Regions from separate parts of the Anas platyrhynchos genome. Here region 1 is linked to region 2. Evidence: chromatin contacts called from public Hi-C data. All regions are on one chromosome and are shown on one strand. Each heading gives the region's core, a stretch centred on a gene start, on an enhancer-like site or on the middle of the called end of the contact. The rest is flanking DNA. Distances are from core to core; before and after follow the strand shown. Region 1 has its middle 120 kb from the start of DIPK2A. Region 2 holds the start of DIPK2A (divergent protein kinase domain 2A).

The links. Hi-C and Micro-C count contacts between places; a contact is called where the count stands out from the background.
Region 1: a contact with region 2 is called in a Hi-C map of skeletal muscle, with 2.8 times the contacts expected there. The contact joins the enhancer-like site here to the promoter of DIPK2A in region 2. A contact is called at or near these places in 2 of 8 Hi-C or Micro-C datasets (skeletal muscle and subcutaneous adipose tissue).

What each region holds. Positions count from the first base shown.
Region 1 is chr9:24,733,733-24,740,479 of IASCAAS_PekinDuck_T2T, forward strand. No RefSeq gene overlaps it. Among named protein-coding and RNA genes, the nearest start is that of DIPK2A, 120 kb to the left of the region's middle. Within about 2 kb of position 1,764, at least 2 of the 8 cell types and tissues checked have an H3K27ac peak or open chromatin away from gene starts, as enhancers often do.
Region 2 is chr9:24,614,794-24,621,229 of IASCAAS_PekinDuck_T2T, forward strand. It overlaps DIPK2A (divergent protein kinase domain 2A), which reads left to right and starts at 3,910. Exons shown (of 3, transcript XM_013109177.5): 1 at 3,910-4,711. The coding sequence starts at 4,058.

The sequences.
Region 1 (6,747 bases), core at 514-3,013, 120 kb after region 2:
ATCCACCATATCCTCATGAAGAGATGTAACTGTTTCTCTTTATGTCCTGAGTTCTGGATTTGATTTCTAAGATACTTTGGCTGCCTGTGTTTGTGTCAGGCTCTCTCTGGGTCTCCAAACAGTGAAATGTAGAGCTAGTGCTTTTTTAAAACATCTTCCCCCTGCCCCCAGGCCAGTGATGGAAAATGTGGGCTGCTCTTAGGTCCCCAGAGTAAATGTGTGAAAAGAGAAGGCTGTCACTGTGAGGGGATTTCCCTCATGTACCTGAAAATAAGATCAGGAGAGGCTTGGAAAGATTTGTTGACAGTTTTAGCTAAGAGCTGTTAAAAAATACAAAGGGAGCAGGTTCTGAGTAAGGGGCATGCTGTAGCCTTTCCCCTCATTCATCATTTGCAGATGAGCGTGACGTGAAGGGGTTTACAGCCATTAGCTTTGATGGAGTAGCCTCTTCTTGCCAAGTCCTGAAGGGCAGCACGAGGGGGCAGAGCAGCTTTGTTCCTCATGCAGCCCAGCTCCATAACATGGTCCTGGTGGGCCCGCCAAGGGCTTGTGACCTCTCTAACATGGTGTGCGAGGGCTCTTGAAAACTGTAGATAAGTTTCCACTGCCAACTGCAAACAGGCAAGCAGACCAAACAAGCCTTTGTGTCAGTGCCTCTTGCCTTTGCTAGGTTCAGGGAGGAGCTTGTACACAGAGATAGGATGCTTTTCCTATTTCTGTGTAGAAAATATTCACTTGCTGTTGTGCAAAAGATTAGTTCAGCTGATACTGAAAAAATACTTGAAGCATGTTTCCAGTATGTGGACTGAAATAAGGGGTGAGATTCCTGGGAACTTGTTTGTCAAATTGCTTTGCTCTGAGATCACACGATATTTTCTTTACCTAACCTTTGTTTTCTCTGAGACTGTAGGGTAGTTCACCTAAGCTTTGTTTTTCAGAAGAAAAGGCTCTCCTTATTTCTTTCTTGAATAGGTTACATGGCATTTTATTGGCCAGAATTTTATTCTATGCAGAGATTAATGTGAAAAAAATTAAATGCTGTTCCTATCAGAGTCAATCTAGTACCACTAATGAAGTACAATTTTTTGGACTCTGCTTTTCCTTGGATGGATAAGAAGAGACAAGTCATTTGTGGATCCAATCAAATCTACAATTTATATTGTAAACTTCACTCAGAATTGCCACAAATTGATGTGAACTGACAAGCTTTAAAGTTGATGTAAGGTTTAAGGCAATATTACTTTCTTTTGAATAATTTAATTACCATGGTGTGATTCCAAGAATGGGAAACAATTCTGGTGTGGTGGTTTTTCCAAACCAGAGCTGTCTCCAAGGCTTATCGACAGAGGAGTGTGTGTTTTTTCTCAGTGTCGCCTTAGAACTTTATGCCAAAATCTGGAGATAAAATGTTTGCTTACTGCTGTTTAGAAATCTTGAGTTTTGTTTTTTTTTTCCTCCGTGAAAGAAGCAATTCTTTGCTTGGTGTGTATTTTATGAGGATATTGCTATTTGGTCTCCTGATTACATTGGTAAACACAGTTTTGCTTTTGCCTGATGTCAGTTTGGCATTTGTGCACAAAGTGAATCTGAAAATCTGTCCAGCTTATATGTTTGTTGTATATGCATGTTTATAAAGCATGTATTTATCACACTGCATCTGGAGTCGGTTTCCTTTCCTTGTCCCAGTTGCAGCTCTCAGCAGTGCGTCACAGTGCTTTTGAAGGGTTGCAGTCTTGGGAAAAGCCTCAGTGCTGTGTTAGCTTTTTTCAGTGGGATTTAAGAGATGGAAACAATGAGAATGAGTCATCCCTCTTTGGTTAGTAAGTCTGTTTATCCAAAGAGCTAGCTAGTTCTCCTTGGATCATTCTCAGGCATAATTTTGACCCTGATGGTTTCTCGCAGAATATTATATCTTTTTGATCTCTGGCCTTCTATTGGTAACACAGATTCCAGATTACACACCATAAATAGACATCTGTTTGGAAATAATAGGAAAACACACATACAAATATGGAGAATTTGTAGCATTTTTTTTAATGGTAAACCCCTAGGCCCTATGTTGTTTGATGTAATTTCACAGAGACTGTTAGTTTAATTGTATCTAGGCAACATGCATCAAATTCATGCCTCAGCCTGTTAGTCACCTTCATATTGAACAGAGTAGATGGGTGCAGATAAAGAGCAGATGGAAGGGAAAGAGGAAATATTAGGAAACTTAGAAGAAAAAAATGTAATTACTTAAGCCTTTGAAATAACCAGAGATCAGAGAACATGACAGTAGCAAGATGCATTCAAAAAACAAAAAAAAAAAAAAAGAAAGTTGCTCACTTGAGCAACTTAGATGAATGGGTTTCTGAAAAGCAAATAATGCAAAAAAATCTAAGAAGGATTGAAAAATCATTCTAGTTTTGAAACATAACTAACTAGTAGTCAAAAGTCAAGGTCCAAGACACATTTCTTTTTTCTATGCACAATTTTTCACCCTCAATACATCTGCAAAAGCCAGCTTTGAGCACACTGCTGGAAGGGAACATGCCTCCAGGGCCACGTGTGCATGAGTTTACTGGCTGGGGCTGGCAGGCACTGCTTGGGCTGTGGTGCCTGCTTGCCAGTGGCTCAGCAATCTTGCACCCTTGCTTCTTTAAGTTGTTCTCCCTCAACCTCTAATTTGGGAAAGGACACCTCCTGTAGTGCTAGAGCACTGGCTGACATTTAAGTGGACACTGGTATTCTCTTTAAAGGCTTCATTGCTCTGTGACTCTGGATGAAAGAACCTCATAAAAGACATTTTTATAGCTAAATGTGAACTCTGTGTGTATAAAGCAAAATAAAGATAGTTGTGCTCTTAAGGATGGCAAGAAATTAACTGGTTTCAGTGAGATTTGGAGAGGACATAAGAGAGGCACAGAGATGTCAGATCCTTGGTAGAACACTGCTTTCTGGCTGCTGCTTCACAAGAGGTTTCTGCCCTCTGCTGTCTATGCTTACTTGTTCCTGCTCTCCCTTTTGTAGGCCTCTTTTTACTAAGAGAAATCTTCTGATCCAGATTTCAGTAGTTCTAGGAACAGCCCCACTGACATTGTTGAGTGGGTGCTGAAAGAGCAAGCAGGTAGAGGGGGAGACACAGCACCTCTGGCACAACACCCCTCATGCTGGCAGTGTAGCTGGAGAAAAGGTGATGGGAAGCTGCATACTGTCAGTGCGTGGCATTAGCTGCTGCAGCGATGTTTAATGTAGCCTGATGATCCAAAGTGCTGGCATTTATTGCAGCTAGAGGATTCTGAATAAAAATAAGCCAGCCAGAAAATATGAGGAACTTACCAAGAAACCTAAGACTGGCTTCTGGGGATGCTCACTTGAACTTGAATATGAGGGAAGCAATTCCGCAATATCTGCTTTTGATTAATATCTCTTTGCTCATCTCAGTATGAAACATTTTCTTTTCAGAATGAATGTTTGCATAAGGAGTCTGTTCAGGATAGCAATCTGCCTTCACATTTACACCATTCTTCAAAGTCATTTAACTTCCCTGTGCAAACATGACCTTAGAACATCACCTACAAATGAGTAGCATTACTTTTTTGCAAGGTACATGAAGTTCTTTGATACTCTATTGAAAGCTTATAAGATTATTTGTAGTCAGAACTCTATCAGCTGTTCTTTAGCTCTGGCTTTAGCTCCAGGTTAGCTTCGTGAATTAACTAGAATTTCCTGAACAGAGAGCTATAAAAGTATGAAGTATAATAACTATAAGAGTTGTAAATGGGGTAAATTAAGAAGGTGTATGTGGAGAAGAAAATGTGATATCTAGGTGTAGAGAAAAAGTGAAATCTTCCCCAAGCAGAGTTGCTTTTCAGCATAGCAGTAAGATCATTGACTGATAGCTGAATGGGTTTTAGTGAGTGTAAGAGTCAGACATGAAAATATGAATAAGGTTGTGTGGCTTCAGTGCAGAGATCCTGTATGAAGTACAAGTCACATGGAATGAGTAGAGATATTTTATTTTCAGATTGTTGAATCTCAGAGATGTAGTTCTGACTTAAATATCCATGACTAGCAAATATTGAAAGTAAATTCATATTTCATAGGACAAGAATTGTATTTAAATATAGCTTATAAAGTTGTAACCACATACATAGAATCATAGAATCATAGAATATCCTGAGTTGGAAGGGACCCTTAAGGATCATCAAGTCCAACTCTTGACACCGCACAGGTCTACCCAAAAGTTCAGACCATGTGACTAAGTGCACAGTCCAATCTCTTCTTAAATTCAGACAGGCTCGGTGCAGTGACCACTTCCCTGGGGAGCCTGTTCATTAGCTAAACATCTTAACTATTACATTTTAACTCAGAAATTAGCTGTTAATATTTGGACCTAGTAAGGTGCTTGTGTACAGTACTTTGTACACCTATATTTGAAGACCTTTGCTAATGACGGTGTTGCACTGACACCTGTAAAAGTATTTAATCCTTATCTCAACTTAATTAACTATTTGTAATCTGTGAGTGAACCTATTTTTGATGGAAAGCAAACTGCTGTCTTCACTAATCCTAAGATAAAGAAAGTTAATATGTGTTGTAGCTAGGGTTTTAGACAAACTTAAAGGCTGGTAACAGATTGTGTTATACCAAAGAGACAGTAGTGAGAATAGGCACAGGAATACTAGTAAATAAGATGGGGCACGTATGGGAGAAGAAAAATCATGAGGATAGGCAAAGTGCTGAAGAGTCAGGAAATGCTAGAATTCTCCTATGAATGCAGAAATTTAAGTACTGCTGAGGAGCTAGAGAGGGACGTAAGGTGCATACAAATTTAGTAATTCGAGGATGTTTATTATGTTTACATGCAAATGAAACATCATTTGTTTAATCAGTTTTTGATGTCTGTGCTGCTGTGTATACTGTGTATTATAAAGTTCCTGTGTGTCCATAAATATATATTATTTAGAACATTGAAGGTAGCTGTTATTAAACGAGTTACAGCCAACATCATTTATCTCTGGTATTCTAAAAATAATTCTTTATGGTTACAATAAAACATTCTTGTGGAAACATGGTTCTGTAAAACTATGTAGAATGCATATAACAGGGACTTCATATTCTAGAATAAATCCACTGTTGTACACAAGCAAAACATGTTGAGTTGCTGAACTCTAAGTGTTAGCTCTTATAAATTAGCATATTCTGTCATTTCTTTTTCTTAGCACGTGATCCTCTCATGTCATGAACAAAAGCTAATAAGAAAAATACTTTTGTGAAGAAGCAAAATAATTTGGAATGTAGTACTAAAGCTTTGCAGTTTTGAAGATTAGAGGGGTAAGGTTCTTCAGCAAGCCAATTACAGAGTTTTCTTCCAAATTTTCTTTCTCCATTTTGTGACTTCCCATAGAGATTAATTCAGTTTCTGGAACAGAGGATGTAGTTCTTGGTATTTTGACATATGTTTACCTAGTCTTTGATAGTTTTAAGGCCCAAATGAGTTACTTATTCTGCACTTTGGTTGCAGTGTTTTTTGTTTTTGTTTTGTTTTGTTTTTTTTTTTTTTTCATATAGGTAATAATATATGCATGAAATTTTCTTTTCTCTCTTATACTTAAGGAGCATTTGAGCCTGTTCAAAAGTTCAGTTTTAGAATTTGTCTCCCAGTTGCAAAGACCTAAATACAAAGGCCCACCTGAACACTGAGAAGTGTATGCATGTTACAAAACAGGAAAAAAAAAAAAAAGGCATTTCTTCATTTGTGGTAAAAATAATTGGAAGACTACTAGTGGCAAAACTTTCCTTCTCATCTGGAAGGGGCTGATATAGTCATTTGTACACACTGAAAGTTATCAGCCTGTGTTAGATAAGAATATTTATGACCTGGAGTTTTTAAACTGTAAATCACCAGTGTCGTTGGGATTAGCGAAGGTATTAATGTTTAACCATGTAAAATTATCTTTAGGTTTTCCTTTTGTCTTCTAAGGTATAAATGAGTACAGTGACATTGATGTGTTTTCCAAGGAGCACGTGTTGTATTACTCATTTTATTGACAAATAATTCTGTTCTCATTGGATTTTTATAGAGTGTTTCAATTTGTGCCTTTAGCAGATTAGACATCCCAGCAGTGCTGTGAGGTTGTAAGTGAGACTGTGCCATTAGTGATAACTCCCTTCCAACATATTTATCCCAGATCCTTAAAGCTGGGAATGGTGGAAAACTGTCAAATTTGTCTTTATAAAATCACATCGATTTTACTGCCAGTGAAACTGGAATCCTGAAGAACTTGAAATGTGTTTATTTTCTGTTCTGTGCAATATGGGAAAGCAAGAGAGAGGCAATCTAGGAATAACACACAGAAAGTGTAAATCATTGATTTTAGATGCCAAATCACAGTGTGATTATAAATGAAAAGCCACCAAAGCAGAATTTGAGGTCAACCAGATACCATCTGTAGCTTGCATACTGCTTCCCTTAGGAGTTGAGGACTTATTTATTTATTTATTTATTTTTAATATTGATTACTTTTAATTATTATTATTGCTATTTTAAAAACTATATTAGCAGTGAGAAAAAAAAAAAATTACACTTTCATCACAAACTCAGTTCTTTTTTAAAAAAGGTAAATCTCCAAGAAGAAAAGAGCCTTTCCAGGTTGCTAGTGTATAGATATAGGATATGAATAATGTCTGGGTGGAAATGATTGTATAGTGCCATGTAGAACACAGCTGCCTGGTCACAGTATGACAATCAAGCTGTGTTGA
Region 2 (6,436 bases), core at 2,660-5,159:
AGTCACTCTGAGATTCATTTGTAATAATAGTGGCTTTCGTAAAGAAATATGCAAAAGTTGCCAACAGCATTCATGTAGTTTCTTGTATTACAGATTTTCACCATTTATAATAAGATAACTTCATTAACAGATGGACAGTCACCAATGAAAGAATGTGATTGGTAAATTAGAGAGTTGTTTTTAGTTCTTTTCTTGCAATCTGAATAATTACTTGTAAAAGAATCCTTTGAAATCAGTGACATCAGGCCCAGGACAACTCACTAAGAGTCCAAGCCCATGTCCAATCAGTAATCCATTAATTTTGTCTTATCGGGTTCATATGTGACATATGAACATATGTGACCTGACATGTAAGACAATACAAACTGAGTACATTTCAGGAGCGCAACATTTTCATGACATGACAATTCTGATTTCTAAAAAGCAAAACTTGCAAATTGATCATTCAGTGTTATAGAGGAAGAAAAAAGTAATAATAATAAAAAAACCCTCTCCACAGGCAAACCCGAAAATCCATGTTAAGCAATGATATACATTTAAACAAATGGCATTTAGCAAGTGCTAGATAATGCACATAGAACTGCCTAAACAAAATCAAGCTACAGGTAAGTGTAGCAAAATTTCTGCACTGAAATAAAAGAATGTATGTGATTTGAAAATCTTTTATGGAAAACTGTGCTGTAAAGTCTGAAGATGAAAACACAAAATAATTCTTTGTGAGGCTTCAAAATTCCAATGAGAAACTAATTAAAACAGACTTCACACAATAACATAAACACTGCCACCTTATTGTTACAAAAAGAATTTCATACTGCATGAAATTAGAATAAAAACAGACGTTGACCTTCAAGGATAAAAATAATGATCACCTTTGATTTACACTTGAAAAGGTGAGGAAGGGAGAATTTAAAAATGCTTTTGCATATTTTGATATTCAAGTTTGGTGCTGTAATCAGCAAATGTGCAAATCATGATGATAAAGCACATTTGCTTGAAGTTGATTCAGCAAAATAACATAATGTTATTCAGCTGCTCAAAGCATAGAATACTTAGCAATTAAAAGGAAAAAGAAATTGAGGAAAAATGCCAAACTGATCAAGGCAAAAATTCTACAAAGCCAGTATATCTGTGTTATGTTGCTGCACATACAGTATGTTATGGGCATGAAATTCAAGTCAATTAAAGACTTGCTGATTATTTATAGAAAAAAGTAACGTTATCACTTATTTATCATGTTTGCTCGTACTCTAAGCAGGAGTTAATATTGTATATAGACAATTAAAACACTGTTTTACCGGAATTGTTTACCAGTAAATGAAGGATACTACCTCCCACTTCTCATGTAACAGATTAATCTACAACACCTTTTACGTGATATTTTTTCCAGAACTACATACTAATTTCATTTCGTTGTACAGTAAATGATACAACATAGTAAAAGAGTTTTTGAATCCACTGAAGGTAGAACACAGAACACAGGTTATGCTACGTATCCTCAGACAGCTGTGAACAACCCTCTTGGTTGCTGAGAGAACTGAGATAGGTGGTTGGATGCACAAACAGATTACACAGCTTAACTGTATATCCAGATTTCTGTAAGTATGTTATGTTCTCTTTTCTCCCTAGAGACCAAATCTGAAAGATGTCTGAAGATATTGAATGTAGATTCTGTAGATATCATCCAATGTAATACTGCAAAATACTCAGAAATTTGAGGCGTGCCCATTGCAACCATTCCTGCGACATATGCTTCTGAACTCTGTATATGTGGTCAGTCTGATGCACAGCATGGAAATAAGTGAACTCTGATTATAAATGTGCAGAACTTGCACTAGTTGTTCTTTTGAGCACGTCTTTCAGACTTGCCTGGTTAAAGCTGCAGCTATCCCTATTTAGAAAGTGGCAAAATGATTATGTGACTGAATGTGGGAATGAGTCTAGTTTAAAAAAAAAAAAAAAGTCCACTTACATTCAAGGTCTATGCATAACTCCAACATGAGATTGTGATGGAAGGCATAAAAAAAAAACCCATATATGGAACTAGCAATAACAGGAAACTGTTAGAATGATGCTTCACAACACACAGCAAAACGAGACCTCACTGCTGATCTACTGCAAAGACCTGTGTGACTAAACTAACCTGCTGTGCATCAGAGATCTTCATGCACTTGCTCTGCACTGATGGTCTGCATTTTCATTCTAGTCACTGGAATATTTGATGAATTACATTGTCATATATAATGAAGTCTTCACAGGAAAAACACTGTAGTTTTTGAACTTAGTCAGAAGAAAGCAACTCTAGAAAAACAGAATTTGAAGTGCATGTATTATAGTGCATGATCTAGTTTGTTTTGCATTCCCCTGCACCTTGAAATGGATTCCCCTCCCCTCTTGAAATGGCTCATTCACAAATCATGCTTTTTAAATTACAAGCTCCATATATCATTCCCAAAAAATTATTTTTGTTATCAAGTGCTCTTCCTCCTTTGCTTTTCCTTAGTAACTCTGCCTCTACTTTTTTACCTTTCAGCCTTAAGCAAAATATGTAAGTCTGAATTACAGCCACACTGTATAAAAAGGCAGCCTCTACCTTCCTTAATCCCTCAGAAAGTATCCCAAGTATCCCCAAAGTCTCCTACAAATACCAACAAAACCAGAAATATTAGCAACTTTTATATAGCTCAGAGCAGTTTTTTTTTTTTTAAGCAGCATATTTATTTATGGATTTACAATGCAAAAGGCCTTAAGAGCACTACATTGTTTCTGGAAAAAAAGTATTAGTTAAAGTATTTAATAGCTTCTTTGTATGTAAAATGGTGTTTTCATCTAGAAAAGACTAAACTGTTCTGTTAACATTCAGAAGAATCAAGCTGTTTCCCTATATCCAATTAAGAAAGCTTGAGAAATAAGAATCTAGTAAGCAATGTATAACTAAATGTTAATTCAATATATTTGTTTATATCTGGATTTCTTAGTGATTTAATAGACAAGTTCCAGTAAGTATTGGTAGATGAAAAAAACCACTACCAGCGTGTAAAGAAGGCTGACCATGTTTGTCTACTGAGATTGGAGTTTATATCCAGAAAAAAATCAGCTCAGCTTTCAGGATCAGTGTGTCCATGGTAAAGACCTGAGTTAGGGTACACTGTATGTATGTATGTACGTATAGTAGTGACTGGGGAGCGCAGAAGACGGGCTGTCGCCCCCTTTTCAGCCACAGATTGGAGGACCCGGCCAGTCCCGGACTGCCGTGAGGAGTTTCGGGGCCCCGCGTCGTTCTGTGAGGAAAAGTGGCGAGGGGCAACGGCGGGCACCACCCCGCGCCGCCGTCCCTTCAGGGAGAGCCGTGGCCGAGCCGCCGCTGAGGGGCAGCGCCGAGCCGTGGTGCCGCCGTGACGGGCTGGGGACAGCGTCGTGACAGGCGGGACGGTGTCGTGACAGGCAGCGATGGAAACCGCGATTGCGGGAGCTGAGGGGGGGTCGCGTTAAGGGCGGCTGACGATCTCTGACCTCCCCTCACCATGACCCGGAGACCAGGTGGACGGCGGCAGCCAACGACATGGCGGCTACCCCGCCCGCCCCTCCGCCCCCATCTCCTGACGGGAGGCGGGTACCGCCCCGCCCCCCCGAGCCCCGCCCCCGGGCAGGAGCGCGTACACCGGGCACGCGTCACGTGCAGCCAACTGCCGCGGCCGCCGCTCTCCCTCCGAGGCCCCGCCCCCTCCGCGGGTGGGCGGGGCGAGGCGGCGGCAGAGGCGGTGGCGGCGGCGGCGGGAGGGGGGCCCTCAGCGACGGCGGCGCCGCGGCCCCTCCCCGTGGGCGTGCCCTGCCGTGGCGGCGGGCTGCTGGCGCCGCCCCCCGCGCCTTCCCCCCGCTGCCCTCCCCCGCCCGCCGTCCCCTCAGTAACTTGGCCGCCGCTCGTCGGGCGGGCGGGCGCTGAGGCGGCCCGCGCGGGTGCGGCGGGGCTGAGGGAAGGCGGGGGGGGTGGGCGGGAGGGCCGCGGTCCGGCCCGGCCCGGCTCGGCTCGGCTCGGCTCGGCTCGGCTCGGGCCGGGACGATGCTGCGGCTGGTGTCGCTGAAGTTGGGGCGGCTGTACCGCTACGTGAAGCTGGCGGTGCTGGGCAGCCTGGCGGCGGCGCTGGTACTGAACACGCACTCGCTGCTGGCCTCGCTGCAGCGCAACGAGCTGGCGGAGCGGCGCTTCCTGCAGCTCAATAAGTGCCCGGCCTGCTGGGGCACCAGCTGGTGCCGCAAGTTCCTCAACGGGCAGCTGCGGCTGGAGAGCTGGGGCCGCCTGCGGCTCCTCGACTTCTTCAACGTCAAGAACGTGTACTTCGCCCGCTACGGGGAGCCCCGCGAGGGCAGCCGCCGCGTCGTGCTCAAGCGCCTGGGCTCGGCGCAGGAGCTCGCCGACATCGACGCCAAGATCTGCCGCCGCGCCACCGGCAGGGGCCGCTGCGACCTCCCGCAGGCCCTGCACGCCACCGAGTTCGCCAGCCTCAACGGCGACGTGCGGCTGCTCACCCCCGACGCCGTGGAGGGCTGGTCCGACCTGGTGCACTGCCCCTCGCAGCGCCTGCTCGACCGCCTGGTGCGCCGCTACGCCGAGACCAAGGACTCGGGCAGCTTCCTGCTGCGCAACCTGAAGGACTCGGAGCGCATGCAGCTGCTCATCACGCTCGCCTTCAACCCCGAGCCGCTGGTGCTGCAGGTGGGTCCCCTCGGGGCGCCCCCCGCGGCCGTGCCCCCCGTGCCTCTGCGACCCCGGGGCCTTCCCCCGGCCGGGGAAGGGGGGGGGGGGGTCGCAGCCTAAAAGGTTGGTGCCTAAAAGGAGCCCCAGATCAGCGTGCCTTGTCTGCAGTGACACGTTTTATATCCTTTAAGGGGGCTGATGGCAAATTGGTAGGCAGATTTACAGTACGTTCTAAATTTCGGGGTTTATTCAGGTTTTTAATCTAAAAGCTTACACTAGACCGCTGTCTTCTGTGGCACCGCTTGCTGCTCCCCTCACACATCTCTTCACACTGGGCAGTGCTTCGCCAGGCTGTACATCTCAGTGCCCAATGCTGCTGGGGTAACTACAAGCGTGCTGAGTGTAAGTTTGGGTTCAGCATTGTTCTGTCTAGCTACGGAGCCGTCCTTGCTTCTATCCAATTCTTTTGTTCAAAAGAGTATTTGCAAATACATGTGAGAGCATCACTGCATGATTGCAGTCATGAACATCTGCTGCTTCTCTAGGGAGAAGGCCAAGAAATTTCCAGTGCCCAAATTTCTACTGCTGTGGGCTTTGACCTCCAGCAGATTCACCTATAGATTTATTTCTAGACAGTGTGTTTATGAACTATACTAATTTAAAAACATTTTTGGCTAGTGTGCCTTCAGCCTTCTACACACTGCTCTTGGGGTTTGTTTGCAAAGTTCCCAGCTGACTTCTCAGCAGAGCTGGAGGTACAGTGTGTCGCTTCTGTTCTGCTCTAATGTTGCTCCAGAGCACTGTGAATAAGGAAACTCCACATAAATGAGAATACTAGAATTTCTTTGCTTTGCTGAGTATATTTGGAAACTTCTTGAGAATCGGTTTGTTTTGGCTGTGGTTCATACAGCTTACGGTTTAGGTTTTGAACACGTGTTCCAGAATACTGAGTGTATATCTGGGTGGCTTCAAAATTGCTCTGTATGTTTCTTCCAAATTTGTTGGGATATTGCAGCCTTTAGGGACAAAGCTTGTGGCAGAGTGACATTGCTTATTGTTGCGGGGCGCCTGAAAGGCAGCAGGCAGCACTGGCTGATTCCTGTCATCTCCTTGATAAGGTGTGGACGAGCCCTGAGGCTTTCAGGCAAATTTGTTTAAGTGATGAAAGTCTTTGGATGCAGAACTTAACAAGGGCTTTGCCCATCAGAGCAGGTCAGATTGGTGGGAAGGAAGGCAGCTTTTACTGATCTGCAGTGTAGTCAAATTCTGGCACCTCTAATCAAATCAAAAGTGTTTTGCAGAGTATTGGAAATTGGGATGAATAAACATAGCTTGGAAAGCATTTTGAGGGAAGTGCAGACCAGCTTTGTGCATTGCAGAACTTGTAAAGTTAATGTGTTCTCCAGAAGAGTGTTTGGAAACTTCACTAATGGGTAACGAAGGCTTGAATGTCTTCCCTTGATTGGGAATGAAATACCTGACCTATGTGAACCTGAATTAATTTTCCACATTTATGTAACACAGCACTCCTTTCTCAGCCTCTACCAGACGGATATGTAAGGGATGGATAATTCTCTGTTATGCAGCTTTATAAGATGCAAGATACTGTCTGAGAGGAGAAGTTACTGTTCAGAAGTGATAACTGGATACTGATGCTTGCTTGTGCTTGTACACAAGATACGTGAAGCATCTTAAGGTATGTGCCCTCGCCATACTGCAGGAAATACATTGTTGTGCAAATGA